2 separate regions of the Mus musculus genome follow, and region 1 is linked to region 2. The links are chromatin contacts, called in public promoter capture Hi-C maps. All regions are on one chromosome and are shown on one strand. The core of a region is the stretch at or near the end of the contact, and the rest is flanking DNA. Distances in the headings are between cores, read along the strand shown.

Region 1 (5,327 bases), core at 976-3,475, 1.6 Mb before region 2:
AAATGAAGTCATAAAAATAAGTAGTCCTTTTTTGCTGGTTTAAAAAAGAAAAATTAAAGGAGAAAAGGACAGAATAAAAGTGCTTTTTACTTTTTATGATACACAGAAATTAGGGTGGAGAGCTTTTACAAACCTCTGAAGATCAAAGAGGCTGCTGTCTCTGCCAATCACAAGTTTGATTGGCAACCTTCTGGTCTGACTGGAGCCCTCTCTAAACTGTTAATGAACTTCACAAGCCTTTCTGAAATAGTACAGAGTCAGAACTATGCCGGTTTATTTATCATTTTGAAATAAAATCGAACTTTGAACGTGTAATTTTATCCACATTATTTTCTTATGAGTCATTAGAAAAGTCAACCAAAGCGCTGACAGTACACATCTCCTTAATAGGGTGCCCATGCTGTTCCCCTTTGATAGCTGTGCACCGGGTCTGGGGTGTGCAAGCAGGAGACTGGGGGGCAGAGAGAGAGCTTGCTAAGGACACTGGCACAACGAGGGAGACTCACGAGAGGCATATATGTGTGAACTAGACTGGTCATAGTCTAGTTATGAAAGAGTCATGTCAAAATGGAAATCATTAAGAAATTGGAAATCATGGTAAAAAAATAAAAATGGTGACCATCAAACTCATGGGTTGTGCAACCGGGGCCTCCCTGCTACGTGACGGCTCAGCTGCTGGCCTGCTTCCTTTCCTCCTGCTCAGCTGCTGGCCTGCTTCCTTTCCTCCTGCCTCTGGCTGTGAAGTGACAGCGCTGCTTTCTGGCTGGAACAGTGCCACGCCTACTGAAAAAGCGCTTAGTGTTGTTTATCCCTCTGCCCCTAGAACGGAGAAGAAATACGCAGCCAGGCCAATCTTTATACCTGGTAGTTATTTTCTACTTGGATGTTTTGTCGGTTGTTGAGGGAGAGGAGTGTACTTACCCCTAAAATTAAACAGAATTGTCATGTTTTCTTCTAGCCTTAAAAAGGTTTCCTACATTTTGATTCTTAAAAAAAATTCTGCCCAGCAGCCTGGTGTTTTTGATGGCTTATACTGATACCATTAGACAAGTGAGGCACGCTTCTCAGCGGATAAGATAGCAGGCTCGCAGCCATGGCCAAGTCAAAGCTTCCTCTGCAAGCGATCGCAGGGCCAGGGCCGATGCCCTGTTCTGTTCTAAAACAGCGGAAACTCAGAATCCAGTTTTTACAGCAGGAGTTCTGAACACCCGATCTTCACCTTCTAACAGTCTCTTGCTCACTGTGAACTGCTTTGGCAAGCTTCCTGGTAAAAGATGTAAAAGATGTGTTTTCAGTGTACAGAGAAACCCTGTCTCGAAAAACCAAAAAAAAAAAAAAAAATCAGTCTGTTTTTCTTTTGCTTCAAAGGTGGCTTCTATCTTAAGGAGAGGATATCTTCCCAAGTGGAACAAAATCCTTGCAAGAGAGAGATCAATGACCGAGTGGGGTTCACAGTTTTCAGACACTAAAAATAGAGTTGAAAACATGGTGTGCCCACTCTTTGTAAAGCTATGAAGAAAGGGTCAGAACATTTTCTTAGCTCCTGGGCAGGTCTAGGCAGAATGTACAATGTCTGTCTTACTCTGTCAGTGTTCCAGCATGGCAAAGTCCCCATTTCGGACGGGGAAACTGCCCCTTCTAGTCAGACCAGTGAGATCGCACTGGAAAAGAAAACACTTGTTCTTTCCGTCTAGACCTGAGGCCGAATCCATTTCCCTCCCTCGGCCTTCCTGGAACCATAAGGGGGCGATCAGGGGTAGCAAACCCCTCAGTACTCCCCACGCCCACCCAGTTCCCGCACGGGGCCAGCTGCTGCTCCGAGATAAAGGAGCTCCCGTTCTTACGTCATCACGGGCCGCGAAGGAAGCCGAGGCGTGGTGACAGGCGCACAGCTAATCAAATGGGACCGGCTAGCAGGAAAGGCTAGCCAAATGTGCACGGGGCCCGGGATCGGGACTCAAGAACCGATGCTAACGTAGCGCCCAGGGCGCTCGCTCTCAGAGGCTCGGATAGAGCCACCATGCCCGTGCTTCCATGCGAGGCTGGTAGCTACGTACGTGCTCAGTTTTCTTGACACAAACTGCTACACAAGAGTGACATTTCAATAACTGGAAACCTGTCGTATGGTGTCTACCCGCTTGCTTTACTATCGAAGCAGCTCCAGAGTCACAGAGCCGTGTCCCCACTTCCGGGGGGTCTGTCGTTAGTGTACGCCATACGGAAGGAGCCATCCCACTTCCGCTAGCGCAGTGACCGCGAAGCCCGCAAGGTCACAGGTCACCTCCCTTGCCTCGTCAGTGATGACGGCCAATCGGCCCGGCCCGTCACTCACCCGGACTGTCCAATGGTGGAGCGGGACGGGCGACGGGAGGCGGGGCCTGTGGCGCCTGCGCAGGAGCTTGTGGCGTCAAAGTGCCCGCCGTGTCCATGGAGAGAAGTTGAGTCCCCACGCTCCAGCCGGAGGCTGCGGGTGCCGCGACGTGGACATGTCGGCGTCGTTGGTCCGCGCCACCGTGCGGGCTGTGAGCAAGAGAAAACTGCAGCCCACGCGGGCGGCCCTCACACTGGTGAGTCACCTCGGCGTCCGCAGGGAGGTGGTGGCGGCGGCGGCCCGGGGTGCAGAGCGAGCCTGGACGCGGACTAGGGTCTCCCGGCGGGCCGCGCGCGGAGCTCGATGGGGCGGACGGGCTGTGTGCGCTGCCACCGGGCGGCCGGGGCGGAGGACGGCAGTTTGCCGCCGAGGTCACGGCGTTCCCGGAGAAAGGTCACACAGGGAACGCCGCGGCTCCGCATAACCTCCCAGGAGGCGTCAGCCCCAGAGGATCGGGACAGCGTGAGACCGGGATTCATTCGGTCCAGACGCCACCGCGGAATCCGCTCCACCCAGAGTCCTAAGAGGGGCTCTTGCCAATAGTTAGTTGAAGCAAAATAGAAGGGAGTCGTGAACAAGTGAGATAATCTGTTTATAGGATAGGTCATTGTTTGGCCCTTCAGTTTGCCCCAGTAATCACACTGCATTCTGTGTTGCTTTTCCCTCCGGGACCAGCTAGTTTTCGTCACCGCAGGTATGTCATGGATTCTAGGATTGTGCAAACTATGCTCATCTTACTGAGAATAGAGTAGAATCCTCCTACAAGTAATAAATTCCAGAAAAGTCGAGCACAGGATAGGTGGTGGTTGTTATTGTCGTTGTTTGCTTGCTTAGTTTTGTTTTGTTTTTTTTTTTAATCACCATTTGGCCTATTGCATGTTACTTGGGAAATTTCGACCCGCCCCTTCTCACACCCCCCCTCTGCCCCCGTTTCTACCTCATAAGCATACATTATCATGATCCGCTGTTTTTCATGAGAAGAAATAATTGAGTTGCCTGGCTCGCACCCTCCGTAGGCCATTCCTTCCAGGAGTAACATCTCATTTGCACAGTCCTGGCCTGTGTCGTGCTTTGTAATCTTCTGTTTCGTTATGTATAGTAGATCTCAATTCACACCCTCTGCCGCGCTGCCTAGCTCAGCTGTAGAGTCTGTGGTGTTAGGCTTGGTCCTAGAATCACCTTTCCCTGATTTTCATAGGCACAGCTGTTGGCAGGCGTCGTGGTTCGTACTTGTTTTTCAAGTGTCTGGTAAACATTTTGAACCCCAGCACATAGCAAATGCAAAAGCAACGAGGTGACCAACGGCCTAAAGTGTGAGAGAGAGATAACTAGCAAACAAGAGTAATATGAGTTAGGTATTGCTTGGCCGGTACATCAGCCTGACAGCAGGGAGTCTGACATTCTGCAACATCTACTAGAAGTCAGCCATGGCCAGGAAAGGTGTGACATAAAACATAAACACTAGCTATCTGTTAGCTGATGCCAGTCGTGGACAGAATGGATGGGCTGGCACATTGGGCTGTGTGTATTTTTAGTCAGGGTTTCTAGAACTTATGGATAGTCTATATAGTAAAGGGATTTGTTACAATGACTTAAACAGTCTGTAGTCCAACTCCTCAACAATGGTCAGCTGTGAGTGGGAAGTCCAAGGATCTAGTAGTTGCTCAGTCCCATGAGGCTAGTTGTTTCAGCTGCTCTTCTGTAGATGTAGGTTCCAACAGATGTGCTGGCAAGTAAGTGCAAGCAGGCAAAAAGCAAATCTTCCTCCTCCCAGTGTCCTCCTGTAGGTCTCTAACAGAAGGTGTGGCCCAGGTTAAAAGTGTGTACCACCTTGAACTCAGAGATGATCTTGCCTTAGTCTCCTGGGATTGAAGGTATGTACTGCCTTGCCTGGGCCTAAGCTTTTCATGGCCACTGTGCCTCAAGATCTCCATGCCAAGATCCAGGTCAGAAACTTTTATCTAACAACCTCAAGCTCTGGATTGCAGGTGAGGCCTCCAGCTTTGGATTGTGGTTCATTCCAGATAGAGTCATGTTGGCAACCAGGAATAGCCATTACACTGTGGTGTAGACTGGTAAGATCTGCAAACCCAGAATGGCTCCAGCTCACCACATCCAAAAACAACGTGCTCCTTCCCACCCCCATATATCTAGGAGTTAATAGAGTTGAATTTGCAGGGACCAGAGTCAGATGTGACTGGAGAATGTGAAAGCTGCTACCTAGTTGATGGGCAGCTTTATTTCCATCATTGTACAAGACAGAGGTGGTCAGCTTTCATGACGAGAGGCTCATCCTCACCAAGCTCCACTTGGGAGCGAGCGGTGGGGCCTAGCTAGCATGCATGTTGGTACGCGCTGAGAACCTAGTTCACTCTGTATGCACTGTAGTGTGTACACTGTACTGTAGAAGACTCTGGACGCTTAGCTTCCCAGCGCAGCCTGGTAGAGAGGGGCCCAGGGTGTGTATAAGGACATGTTACTTCACTGGAGTAGGGCCAGAAGATCTTTGGAACAGCAACTAGCACGTGCCTTTGGTTTAGAAACATAACCAGGAAAACCTGCAGGTTACAACCAGGTTTCTAGTCCAGTGGTAGAACAGCCGCTTTAGGGCCTGGCGTGAGAACAGAGTGGGGTGTTGTGTGTTCATTGTAAAGAGAGATTTGTTTTGTGTCACAGTTGTTAACTCTTTGGTCATTAATTTAGGAGCCCTTGCAAATATTTAATTGTGCCTTAACCACAGAGTTGTAAGATTAATAGCCATAACAAACACGGGCCAGGGGGAGGAGCCTGTGTGGGGGCAGGGGCTAAACTGGCAGAGAATGAGCTGTGAAGCTCAGGGCCTGAGTTTCCTCTCCAGTTCCCAGATAACAACAACAAAAAAGCTAAAGTTGGGGGGTGGGGTGGGGGTGGTGCATACTTGTGATCCCAGTGCTGGAGTGGGAGCAGGCAGGGCTGG
Region 2 (5,833 bases), core at 2,912-5,411:
ACAGGAACTGATGCAAAGGCTATGGAAGAGTGCTGTTTCCTCCTGGTTTGCTCTTCATGGCTTGCTCAACCTGCATTCTTATAGAATCTGGGAATACCAGCCTAGGGATGGCACCACCCACAATGGGCTGGGCTCTCCCTCATCAATTACTAATTAAGAAAATGCCCACAGCCCAATCTTACAGAGGCATTTTCTCAATAGAGCCTCCCTCTTCTCTGGTAACTCTAGTCAGTCAAATTGACATAAAACTATCCAGGACAAGGAGCAACATGTCCATGTGACTTTTATCATCTATTTGACATGCGTATGACATTGTATTTGTTACTTTTTTTCCAAGACAGGGTTTCTCTGTGTAGCCCTGCCTGTCTTGGAACTCACTCTGTAGACCAGGTTGGCCTCGAACTCAAAAATCCGCTTGCCTCTGCCTCCCAAGTGCTGGATATTAATTCTTATACATGGGCTTAGAATAAACTTGCTAAATGGTGCTCAATAAATTCTTTTTTTAAAAACTTTATCTGCATTTATTTTATGCTGAATTTATTCCTGGGCCATGAGTTTTTGTTTCTTCAGTTTCTTCTGGGATATCTTTTCCTTCTGTGCAGCCTCCTCTTCTGGCTTTGGAACGATCTGTTCCTTCTCAGTGAGGATCATCTCAGTGTGGCAGGGGAGCTCAAGTATGGGTTAATCCGGCCATGAGCTCTGTAGGTTCGTCGGCGCATCTTAGGTTGCTTTGTTCACCTGGATGCGTTCAATGACTAGAGAATCTACGTCTAAACCTTTAAGTTCAGCGTTACTCTCTCTGCATTTTTAAGCATGTGCAGCAAAAATTCAGCACTCTTTTTTTGGCCACTGACCCTGTGTCCAGCCCCACTGTTTGGCCTGGGCGCACCTACCGACTCCATCATTATACCGCCGGAATGGCACACATTGCTTCTTTAAAGTGACATCCTTCAGATACTTGGTGGCTTTTCGGATATGCATACCCTTGATGGCCTGGGCAGTTTCCCGGGTGTTCTTAAAGTGAACAAGAAGGTTTGACCCTCTTGATTTGCATGATTTTGTGGGGTTTTCTGGGTCAAGAGAGTAGTGAACCATCTTGGCAGGTGACCTCTGGCCGCTTACAGGAAGAGCTCAATAAATTCTTGATTAACTCATTCTGTCAAGGAATGCTACCTGCACCCTCCCACTCCACTCCATGCACACAGGTTTCTCTGAATAACCCCCCCCCCCCAAGCTGTCTTAGAACTCAAACTTGTTCTGTACACCAGACTGCCCTTGAAATCACAGATCTGCCTATCTCTACCTCCCAAGTGCACAGACTGAAGTTGGGAGCCACTATCTAGTTGGAGCTGGCTCAGACTAGCTTTTGAGAGCTGAATGGTCAAATCTCAGGTGTTTTATGACCCAGGTGACCTCCGGTTGGTAGTTTAAAATGGACATTTGCAAGGAAATTGGCAAATGCTATCCATCAATCTTTGATTCAGTATTTGGGATTTGGATTCAACTAAATGTAGAACAACTGAAATATGTCCTTATAATTGCTTCCAGAACAACCATTTAATAACCCCACCCCATCCCCGCCACCAAAGATTCAAATAGACATCTAAACCAAAGATCAGCAAATCAATTCCTGCTGAATATTTTGGACAGGGCCCACTGGACCCCTATCTTTGGAGAAAGTTAGAGATCCTTTATCTAGAAAATCCCCATCCACATTGCCAAGGGTCCTTTATAATTTGATTCTGACAGTCATGGAGGTTAATATCATGGAGGTTAATTAATGACATCTTATCTTCCTGTGATGGTTGATTGTGATTGCCAACCTGACTAAATACACCTAAGGCTCATTGTTGGCCATACCTCCCTGAGAGGTTTCTCTAGAGAGAAGTGATGGGAGGAATACCGAGCATGAGTCTAGGCAGTACTATCCTAGTGGTCTTGGGTCCTGGGTTGAATAAAAAGCAAAGAGGAGGAACTTGAGTGTAGGCATTTCCTCTTTCCAAGTCTTGGTTCACAGTCCTGCGAACACAGCAGCAGGCTGCTCCCATGCCAAGTTTCCCACACTATTTTATTTCCTCAAATCCTGAGCTCAAATGACCCTTCCTCCCTTAAGTTGCTTCTTGCCAGAAAACTGATTAGATCAATGAATGAGGAAAGTAACTTCATAAACCATGCCTTGTTGCTAAAATTCCTTCCCAGGGGACAACATAAGCAATGGCTACTCCTTCTCCTAAAGTCTCAACAACAAACCAAAGCATGATTCCACCAAAGTTCACTAGAAGAGCCCAAGTTTATTGGACTTCCTTACAGAGCATAAGGGACATGGGTGCTCCAGGAAAGTCTTTATGCAGCAAGGATGAGGGCCTCAGCCACATAGATGGAATCAATCTATCTCTCTTCTCTCTCTCCTCTCTCTCTCTCCAAACCCCAGTCTACTTTGACCTATTTACTCTAGACCTTCTTTGCGGCTACTTGCAATTAAGGAAGCATTGTAAACAACAGGTGGTTGAGAAAGGCTGAATACCCTGGTGAGGGTCTTGTGACCTTCCCTACCTCCAGCAAGGGGTGTGGTAGTCTGTAAGGCCAGCTGGAAGGAGCCTTTTCCAAGAAAGTGCAGCTGAACTACCAAGATGGCAGTTGCTTGAGTGGCTGGAAGAATTCTTATTCACAGCATGCCATAAACATTAGAGATTTTCAGAAATAAAATATAGACAATTACAAGGGTATTCTATAAACACACCAGTAGATGTTATCTACAACTAATTTATTTATCAGAGCAGAACAGATTGGGATTCTAAAGGACAATGGAGTGAAGACTTTCAGGGGAATGTGATGTGAAAACAGAAAGTTAGAGGGGGAAGGTGTGTGTGTGGGGTGGTTCATCATGGAAGGCAGCCTGGGTTAGTGCTTAGGGAGAATACAGCATGGAGGGAAACCATACAACAGGGGAACTAATAAAGTTGGAAAGATATATATATATGAAAATTCCAAAATCCTTGCTTGCCTAATGGGGGGAACTTTCTACCCCAAGTAACAATTTTCTCACACCTAGACATAACGCTTATAACTTCTTCCTGTGATTGAACAATGCTGGCAGAAATGTAAGTGATATCAAGTGACGCCGTATTGCCATTTTATACTTTGAAACTCTGACCCAGATTTCAAAGAGCTCTGCTAAGAAGTGTTTATGCAACCACAGTTAATCATAGAACAGGGTTCGATGGCCCAAGAGCAGAACTATGGAATGCCTTTGCATATTTGGGTCACGGTACACTGTCAAGAGTTCACATTTGTGCAATGCTGGTTAATATAAAGTGCTGGACTGTATTACACGTTATCTTTACGAATAAATGACGTGGGATCCATATGTGAAATAACTTATGTGTGCCTACATTATGCCGAAAATACTTTTTCAGCCATTATCTCTGATGCCACCTCAAGCCCGAGGTGTACAGTAACTTAATTGGACAGAATACAAAAGGCACACATCATCTAGGCTAACTCCTACCCGCTGGGCGGACAGTCCTAGGCATTCTGTTTCTGCCCCCACGCAGCTTGGAAGACAGACAATATGGGTTGCCCTATCTGACCAAACCGGTTTGACTCCAGGGAGGGAAGCTCAGGCCTCACTGAAACAGTGAGCACCTGTGGATGCATTGGTTGCTCACTGGCGTCTGTTTCGCGGTCCTTTAAAGACCTTTCTCCATGGGTTTAGCTTTCAAGCCCCGAGCACAAGACAAGGCAATCGCAACTCCTTCCACCCGGGCACCAACACTACGCTTATTAAAATAAAGTAGCTCGCCGCTATTTCATAAGCAGACGCCCACGGGGACCAGGTGGGGAGGATACCGGGACCGTGAGCAATGGGCCAGACGTTTCTAGCAATTTCGCTGGCCGTGACGTCATCTTAGCGCACCATCACGGTGCCTGGCAGAAACCCCGTTTGCATTTCTTTCAACGAAGAACGGGAGACGCGAAGTGGGTTAAGTTCTCCCGCCATGCCCAGCACTCCATCGACCTTGAGGAGCCCGCGCTTCGTCCGCCGGCTAGAAAAGGATCGAGCGCTGCCATGCATGAGTCGGCTCCTTGGCCAACGCGCTACCCGGCGTGCCTCGCGCGGCCGGCCGCCAGGAGTCGGCGCGGCTACCAGCGCGTTACCCAGAGTGCCCTGCGCGGCGCCGGCGACGAGCGTGGGGGAGGTGCGGGAGGAGGAAGCGGCGGCGACGCGGAGAGTCCCCGCGTCCACACGGCAGCCGATCGCCCACCCGGGGCCTGCACCCGCAGCCCGCGTCCACGCACCCTCGGCGGCCCCGCAGCCTGTCACGCCTCGCGGACCCGGCCGCAGCCCGCAGTGTCGCGCTCGCCTGAGTCACCGCCATGGCCGAGAGCGCAGAGAGCGGCGGCCCACCGGGCGCGCAGGACAGTGCGGCCGACGGCGGCCCCGCAGAGCCCAAGATCATGAAGGTCACGGTGAAGACGCCTAAAGAGAAGGAGGAGTTTGCCGTGCCCGAGAACAGCTCGGTCCAGCAGGTGAGGGCGCCGGCCGGGCAGCCGCCGCGTCGCTGACGGGGCGGGAAGGGCGGCCTGGCCGGGCGGCGGCCCCGGGCAGCTCCGGTCGGACCCCGCTGGGTTCCGCTGCGTGAGCTGTGCGGGGCCGGGCCGGGCGAGCCGCGCGGCCTGGGCTGGGCTGCGCCGCGGCCGCCGAGCTCCGGGCCCCGGGCCCCCACTTCTCACAAAGGGCCGGGCGCTGCGGGGCGGCTGGGCGCGGGCGGCGCTCGTCCTTTGGCCAGGCTGGGTGGGGGGTCATTGTTTCACCTGCCTGCTAATTGGGGAGATTTAGGAGTGAGAAGCACGTGGAGGGTTGGTTCTCGGTTTTGAATGCTGAACTCCTTCCCATCTTCGAGCCTCCTATATAAAAATTATGACGTGGAACTTGTTTTCAGTCGCATTGTGATAGCTCACGCCTGAAAGGAGAAAAGTAAATGACTTTGATTCATTGGCGACTTGCTGTTTCTGTTACAATACTTCCGTCATCGCTTAGCTGCCAGTCATCGGATAGGTTATTGTTTGATCTTTAGGGAGACGAGACAGACACCTAGCTGGGTCTTAGCAGTTGGTTGCAAGGAACCTGCAAGAAAGCACAGTAGGTGATAAGGGGAATTCTTATCAAGTAATTGCTTTAAAGTCTATTCAGGCAAACAAGCCTTGCAGTTAATTAAGAGCCTTGGGAGAACCAATCATGTATGTTTCAACACAGTCTAGGGCACTTGAATTGTTGACAGTATCAAACATTGTAAACAGTCTTATGCGAGGAAGCAAAGTATCAACCACTGGAATGTACTTTTAAGTTCTCTCAAGGTTTATCTAGTTCCAAAGGTGAGGTCGGGTTTTTCTGAAGCAGGAGGGTGTGTGGCACCATTGAGAGAAACTCTTGTTGATTGGATCATTACCATTGTTTGTTAACGCTGCTATAAAAAATTTTACCTTCTTTATATTCCCAGCAGGTCTGTATGTCACCCACAATTGACATTTTCCAGCCTTTTCTGCATCATGCATCTCTTATTTCTAAAAATACACTTTAAAGTTGTAAATATCAGTATTACCCTTATAAGGTCGGCAAGCAGCATGGGTGTTAGTGGCTTGAGAACAACTTTTTTTGAAAAATGGTATTCCACTTATGTTTGAGGTGCGATGATGGGACATGGTTGCCTTTGCTGGTTTTTGCAGACCCGTCTACACCTGTGTCAGCCAAGCACGTGACAGCTGAAGTCTGTTACAGTTGACGGCACACTTTTCGTCTTCCGTTTTCTCTTCAGTCGAGCTTTTGTCACCT

The links. Capture Hi-C pulls out chosen DNA fragments and counts their contacts.
Region 1: a promoter capture Hi-C map of adipose tissue shows a contact between it and region 2, with 4 times the contacts expected there. The contact joins the promoter of Etohd2 here to the promoter of Ubqln1 in region 2. A contact is called at or near these places in 1 of 39 promoter capture datasets (pre-B cells), 2 of 484 Hi-C or Micro-C datasets (CD4 T cells and embryonic stem cells), 2 of 115 datasets of contacts at active chromatin or transcription factors (regulatory T cell precursor and thymic regulatory T cells) and 2 of 9 other capture datasets (adipose tissue and liver).

What each region holds. Positions count from the first base shown.
Region 1 is chr13:59,766,864-59,772,190 of GRCm38.p6, reverse strand. Etohd2 (ethanol decreased 2) reads right to left here and starts at 2,225. Exons shown (of 2, transcript NR_015349.3): 1 at 1,845-2,225; 2 at 1-1,264. It overlaps Isca1 (iron-sulfur cluster assembly 1), which reads left to right and starts at 2,402. Exons shown (of 4, transcript NM_026921.4): 1 at 2,402-2,567. The coding sequence starts at 2,487. Tut7 (terminal uridylyl transferase 7) reads left to right here. Exons shown (of 27, transcript NM_001373962.1): 27 at 1-315.
Region 2 is chr13:58,213,981-58,219,813 of GRCm38.p6, reverse strand. Ubqln1 (ubiquilin 1) reads left to right here and starts at 4,161. Exons shown (of 11, transcript NM_026842.4): 1 at 4,161-4,530. The coding sequence starts at 4,378. It also overlaps the pseudogene Gm48432.